Regions from separate parts of the Ovis aries genome. Here region 2 is linked to region 1. A link is a contact called in public Hi-C data. All regions are on one chromosome and are shown on one strand. The core of a region is the stretch at or near the end of the contact, and the rest is flanking DNA. Distances in the headings are between cores, read along the strand shown.

Region 1 (3,283 bases), core at 265-2,764:
AAAAACCATGGCTGGAATATAGTTTACTAGCCTTTATGGCATTCTCGTTCACTTTAAAACCAGTTGAGCTGTGATTACGTCATTTTGTTCTTTCAGCTGCTGCTATATCTGGATTTTATCTCCCTTTGTAAAGTATTCCAGATTTACCCTGGTTATCCAGTAACCAGTAGAAATGTTAAATGGGCACCTAAATGAATTCTAACTTCCTCTTAGAGGAAAAAGTGTCTCTAATTCTAATTTTATGGCAAACTTAAGTAGAAAACACTGATTGGCAAGTGGCTTGAAGACAAATTGAAAACTTCATATTATCAATTCTAAATCAAAAGAAAGTGAAAGTCACTCAGTTGTGTAGTCCGTGGAACTTTCCAGGCAGGAATACTGAAGTGGTAGCCTTTCCCTTCTCCAGGGGATCTTCCCACCCCAGGGATTGAACCCAGGTCTTCCGCATTGCAGGCAGATTCTTTACCAGCTGAGCCACGAGGAAATTATCAATTCTAAGGTGATTATTTTTGTTGTGTTTTCTCTATTTTTTTATTTTTTGTGGGTTCTTTTGGTTGGTTGGTTGGTTGATTGGTTGGTATTGGAATGGAGATAGGTTTTTGCTTCTTTTTTCTTTTTTTTAACATTTCATTTATTTTTTGTTTTATCTTTAGGGCATGCATCTTTTTTAGAAAACATTTCTGATACTGGGGTGCCTTTTATGGTATGTCATGATACTTGGCAGCATTTTTTTTCTAAATGATGCATAAAATAATGATAATTTTTATGAATGATAATGAAAACCAGTATTAATTCAAAGTAAAAAATGGACAAGGAAATGGCAACTCACTCTAATATTCTTGCCTGGAAAGTTCCATGGACAGAGGAGCCTGGTGGGCTATAGTCTATGGGGTCACAAAGAGTCGGACATGACTGTGATACTGAGCACAAAAAAGGAGATAACTGTGGATAAATTGCCCAGGGCTGGTAGGCTGAAGGAAGACCATCCCTCACTGAATGGAGAATAGAGGGGGCCAGACTTACAGAAGGAAATTAATCCCTTCAGCTTCCACTTCTGGGTTTCACACTCAGACTCCCACCACGTCAGAGACTGTGCTCAGCCCAGGAACTGGGGCCACCCTGCTGACGCTTTCTCTGCCTCTATAAACATTCTCCCCTCCCAGGCTACCTTGGCTCAGGGCTGAAGAAATCCCTTCCCTTTCCTTCAGCAAGACAAAGATGGACATTTTAAAAAGTAACATGCATTGGTTACAACTAGCTCCCAATAGGGGTTCCATGCCTGGTTGGGGAACTGAGATCCTGCAGACGGCACAGCTCGGCCTGGAAAAAAAAGTAACTTAACCAGAAAACAAAGGAAAAACAAACATAAAGAAAATACTGCAAGGGAGGAACATGAATTTCCAAACTGACTTTACCACTTCCTTAGCCTCAGGGACCCTAGGTAGACCTTGGTTTTGGTACAGCTAATAGAGCTTGCTGGCACCTGCCCGCTGTCAGGGAGGGAAGTGTGCAGAGCAGGCTGTGGGCTAAGGTGGATTTGGGTTGGCACCCGGACAGGCACACTGGCATTCTTGTCCCTGCCCAAACCACGTGAGGTTCCTGCAGGGCATGTTGCTGGCGTGGGTCAAGGTGCCTGTGTGTGCGCTGTCACTTCAACCGCATCTGACTCTGCAACCCTAAGGACTGTAACCCGCCAGGTTCCTCTGTCCATGGGATTCTCCAGACGAGAATACTGGAGTGGGTTGCCATGCCCTCCTGCAAGGGATCTTTCCGACCCAGGGATCGAACCCATGTCTCTTACATCCCCGCTGCCTTTGTTCCTGAGGCCCTGGAGGAGTCGTCAGCTCCCCTGCTGGCCCCCTAGATACCTCCCTGGCTCCCAGCTTCCCCCCTCCGATCGCCCTCCTCCCCGCAGGATGTGCTCTTGAAAGGCCCTTTTCACCCACCACCACTTCTCCTGTGTCTCACTGACTGGCCTGAACAAACATGCCATCGACGTGTCTCCCTGTGGGTGCAGCTATGTTTCCTCACCGGCTCTTGTCAACCAGAAGCAGGGATGACCTTACCAGTACTCACGTGGCCCGTGGTGGCTGCTCCCTCGCCTGGAACATCTTGGCGCAGGCTGGGCTCCGGAGGGGGTCAGCACATGCCTCCTGGGGCAGGAAGTGTGTTCCAGTGGAAAGAGTATGGGCTTCGGAGCCAGCCACGTGTCCTTTCAGATCCTGGCTCAGCCACTTACTAGTCACCTGACCCACAAAGCCTGTCCGAACTCGAGTTTCCTCCCCTGTCGTGTAGGATGTAACTTTCCGGGTGTTGTAAGGCATGAGTGGCATCAAGCAGGTGAAAGCATCTACTTAACACCCAATTGGATGGCCATGCTGTTATCAAAACTGAAAATATGTCGGTGGAGATGCAGAGAAATGAGAACTCCTGTGCATTGCTGGGTAGAACATACAGTGCGGCAGCCCCCGTGGAAGTCAGTAAGGTGGCTTCTCAGAATAAAGCACGGAACCACCATGTAATTCAGCGATTCTAAAAGAATTGAAAGCAGGGACTTGAACAGACAGTTGTATATCAGTGTCCACTGCAGCATTATCCATAGTAGCCAAAAAGTAGAAACAGCTCCCGTGCCCATGGACAGATGAGCAGATAAACAAACTGCAGTCTGTAGATACAAGGGGATATTATTTAGCTTCCAGAAGGAAGGACATTCTGACACAAGATAGATACAACACGGATGAAACTTGAAACCCTTACCAAGGGAAGTAAGCCAACCACAAAAGGACAAGCTAGACGATTCCACTTTTTTTTTTTTTTTTGAAGGAACTTGGCAACTTCATAGACAGAAAGCAGAATAGAGGTTACCAGGTGCCGGGGTAAGAGGGAATGAGCAGGTATTGTTTAGTGAGTATGGAGTTTCAGTTTGGGATGATGAAAAAGTTTTAAAGATAGACGCGGTTGGGGACCTCCCTGGTGGTCCAGTGGTTAAGACTCCAAGCTTCCAATGCAAGGGGCGAAGTTTCAGTCACTAACTGGAGAATTAAGATTCCTGAATGCCTCATGGCATGTCCAAAAAAAAAAAGAGGGTGTTGATGGTCACACAGCAACGTGAATGTCCTTGATGCCACTGTATTGTACCCTTTAAAGTGGTTAAAATGGTCAATTTTAGGTTTTGCATAATTTCACACATACGCAACTACACAGTGCCTAAAGTTAGTCTGTGCATTTATCAAATGGTAGTTCCCTCCCTGTTTTTGTAAGTGAATCTGTATCTTGGGATCAT
Region 2 (3,283 bases), core at 583-3,082, 90 kb after region 1:
CCCAAACCCATGTCCATTGTGTCGGTGATGCCATTTTAGACTCTAGAAAACTGCAAAAGTGCTAGAGTTCAGATGTGCCCTTCATCCAGCTTCACCTTGTGTTACCATCTTACATAACCACATCATGTACAACAATCAAGGCTGGGAAGTTACTTTGGTACACTACTATTATCTAAACCATAGGGCTAACTTTTTTCTATAGTTTTCCCTTTTTTGTCCCAAGATCCAATCCAGGCTCCCACATTGCATCTACTTGTCAAGTTTCTCTCATCCCCTAAATGTAACAGTTCCTCAGTCTTCCTTCTCATTTTTGACTTTGACTTTTTTGTTTGTTTTTTTGACTTTGACACTTTTGAAGATTAGTGGTGAGCAGTTTTGTAGGATGTCTGTCTATTTGAGTTTGTTTGATGTTTTCTCATAATGAGAATGTGGTTTTGCATTTCTGGCAAGAATATCACAAAAGTGATACTGTGTCCTTCTTGATATTAGGAGTTTCATGGTGATGATGTTGACCTTGATCTCTTGGTTAAGGGGATGTTTCTCCACTGTAATGTTTACAGCAACCCTCACCTCCCCCCATGAATAAATATCTCTGAGAGATCCTTTGATACTACGCAAATTTCTGTATCTCCTCAAACTTTGGCCCACTAATTTTAGCATCCTTAGATTTTTCCCTGCTTTTTAATTATTGCTATGATATCTTTAATGATTTTTCCCCTCCGTCTTTCTACGTTTATTGGTTGAAATTCTTTAGTAAAGTGGAGTCTTTTCTCCCTTATTTATTTATTCATATCAGTGTGACCTCATAGGTATTTATTTTATTCTATAGGTTACGGTCAAATACTATCATTATTTATTTTGTTGCTGAAATCTACATGATATAAATGGCAGAACAGCTTTCCAATTACACATCTGTGCCGTGAATTATTGATCCAGTTCTTCAATGCTGGACGTTTGAGTGGTTATTTGATACTATTTATGATGAGGAGAAGGCAATGGCACCCCACTCCAGTACTCTTGCCGGAAAATCCCATGGACAGAGGAACCTGGTGGGCTACAGTCCATGGGGTCGCTAAGAGTCAGACACGACTGAGCGACTTCACTTTCACCTTTCACTTTCATGCATTGGAGAAGAAAATGGCAACCCACTCCAGTGTTCTTGCCTGGAGAATCCCAGGGATGGGGAAACCTGGTGGGCTGCGGTCTATGGGGTCGCACAGAGTCGGACACGACTGAAGTGACTTAGCAGCAGCATGATGTCTGATATTGGAGGAGCCGGCAACCCACTCCAGTATTCTTGCCTGAAGAATCCCCATGGACAGAGGAGCCTGGCAGGCTACAGTCCATTGGGTTGCAAAGAGCCGGACACGACTGAAGCGACTTAGCATGCATGATGTCTGATATACCTAAGCCTTTGAGTTTTTATGTTTTCATAAATTAGGTTTATAACAGCGGAATTTTGAATGTTTGAAAAGTTGTGGTAACTCAACACGTCAACACGGAAATCACAGTCCACAGATTACGGCGCTGTGAGCTGAGGGAGGCAGCAGATCCTGGAGCTCAGTAAGGCCCCTGCCGGCAGGGTCACGGAGCACAGTTGTCAATAACGACACGTAACAATAAAGTTATTGATGTTGAGGCAGGGGCTTCCGGTAGGGGCAAGTCTATTTCCGTTAGGCCCTAGAGCCTTCGTCCTCTCGGTCTACATCCCAACCGGAAATACTTGTACCCCGTCGAAAGCCACGTCGGTCCTGGACTCAGTCCCGCCCACGCAGGGGAGGGAATCGCTTCCGGAGTCAGGGTGTTCTGGCTCGCCCCGCCCCGCCGCCGGTGCCGCGCTGGAAGCCTCGGCGCTCCCGGAAGTGGCCCGGGCCTCTCTGTGTCTCTCTCGGGGTCCCCACCTCCCCGCTGCTGCTGCGGGCCGCGGGGGAGGCGGCGATGGCGGAGGCGTCTCTGCTGTTGTCGCTGCCAGAGGCGGCGGCGGAGCGGGACGCTCGAGAGAAGCTAGCTCTGTGGGATGGGAGAGCGGACACGAAGGCGCCGCTGACCGACCGGCAGACGGACTCGGTGCTGGCCCTGAAGGCGGCTGCCGAGGCCCTGCCCGTGCCGGCCGAGGTGAGGCGACGGCGGGGGCCGGGCTGGGTCAGCTCCGTGGGCGCGTCCGCCGACGCCCGCCCTGCAGACCGCCTCCCGGGGTCTCTGCCCTCCTTCCCGGGCGCGGGGACGGCTCCAGTGGGCGAGGCCGCTCCCCTTCCCGGGCTGTCAGGCCTCTCTCTGCCCGGGACCGCGGCGCTCCCCCTGCGGCGCGGGCCGGTTGGCCGGGAGCTTTGCCCCGGGAGTCTCGCCCCGGGTGTCCCTGGGGTCACCGAGGCCCAGTCCTGCCGCCCACCCTCTCCCGGAAGGAGAGCGAGGCGAACCCGAAGTGCTTCGCTTTCAGGACAGCCTCCTGTTGGTGTTCGTTTGCCACCTTAATGACTACCCGGCTTCCGTTTTCCCTAGGGGCGCCTGGGGAAGACCAGAGTTAGTCTGGGGTGACAGTTTTCATTCATCGCACGTTGATCTGTTGAGCTCTCGAATCAAGTGCAGGTTGTGTTTATATTTAACTTACAGCAGAGCAGTAAAAATGTTTTTCTTTGGAAGCTAGGTCGGTACATTATTAGATAATGCTGGCTTTCGGTTTTAGTCTCAACGTTTCTAGTTCTATCATTTTGGGATGCTATGCATTTTACTGCCTGTGTGATTCAGTTCAATTAATTATAAGAGCAAGAAGTACCTTTCATGAGTTGTCAGACGTTTGACAAACTTTTTCTAGTTTGGGGGGCCAGGTTCAGAAGGTAATTTTATTTGCATCCATAGTTACTTTTGATGTTGGAAGCCTTGTTTTCACACACTTGGTGTCCGAAGACAGGTGGAGTTTAGCGATTTAAGCTTTTACAGGATAAGAACTTTGGTTTGAAAGTTCTCACTTAAACTGTCTCATGCTTTGCAGTAAAATACAAGTGTTCTTTCTTGGGTTTCTCTGTCCACCTGTATAAGTCTGTGCTGAAAGTGGATTTGAAATAAATGAAGAAGCAGGTAGAAATTTGCTTTGGCGTTGCCATCAAAGCCTTTTATGCTTGGGGAATAGAAGTTGTTTGCTCTGTAAATATTTCAGTCTGTTTATAATTGGATCTGGCCTGTTACCAAAGCAGTATACTTGGACATCACAGTATCTTTGGCAAACTGTGTTCCATAAGAAAGGTGACCCAGCTTGTTTCTGTTCTCTTGGGTCACAAACTATTAT

Evidence for each region. A called contact is a pair of places that touch in the nucleus more often than the background predicts.
Region 2: a contact with region 1 is called in a Hi-C map of liver, with 2.8 times the contacts expected there. The contact joins the promoter of COG3 here to the enhancer-like site in region 1. A contact is called at or near these places in 7 of 16 Hi-C or Micro-C datasets (blood, hypothalamus, liver and 3 more).

The regions. Positions count from the first base shown.
Region 1 is chr10:15,869,052-15,872,334 of ARS-UI_Ramb_v3.0, forward strand. No RefSeq gene overlaps it. Among named protein-coding and RNA genes, the nearest start is that of TPT1, 21 kb to the left of the region's middle. Within about 2 kb of position 1,515, at least 7 of the 54 cell types and tissues checked have an H3K27ac peak or open chromatin away from gene starts, as enhancers often do. A contact at or near this core is called in liver, where this site is marked.
Region 2 is chr10:15,959,019-15,962,301 of ARS-UI_Ramb_v3.0, forward strand. COG3 (component of oligomeric golgi complex 3) reads left to right here and starts at 1,833. Exons shown (of 23, transcript XM_027973548.3): 1 at 1,833-2,115. The coding sequence starts at 1,939. LOC121820418 (small nuclear ribonucleoprotein G-like) reads right to left here. Exons shown (of 1, transcript XM_042254673.2): 1 at 2,179-3,283.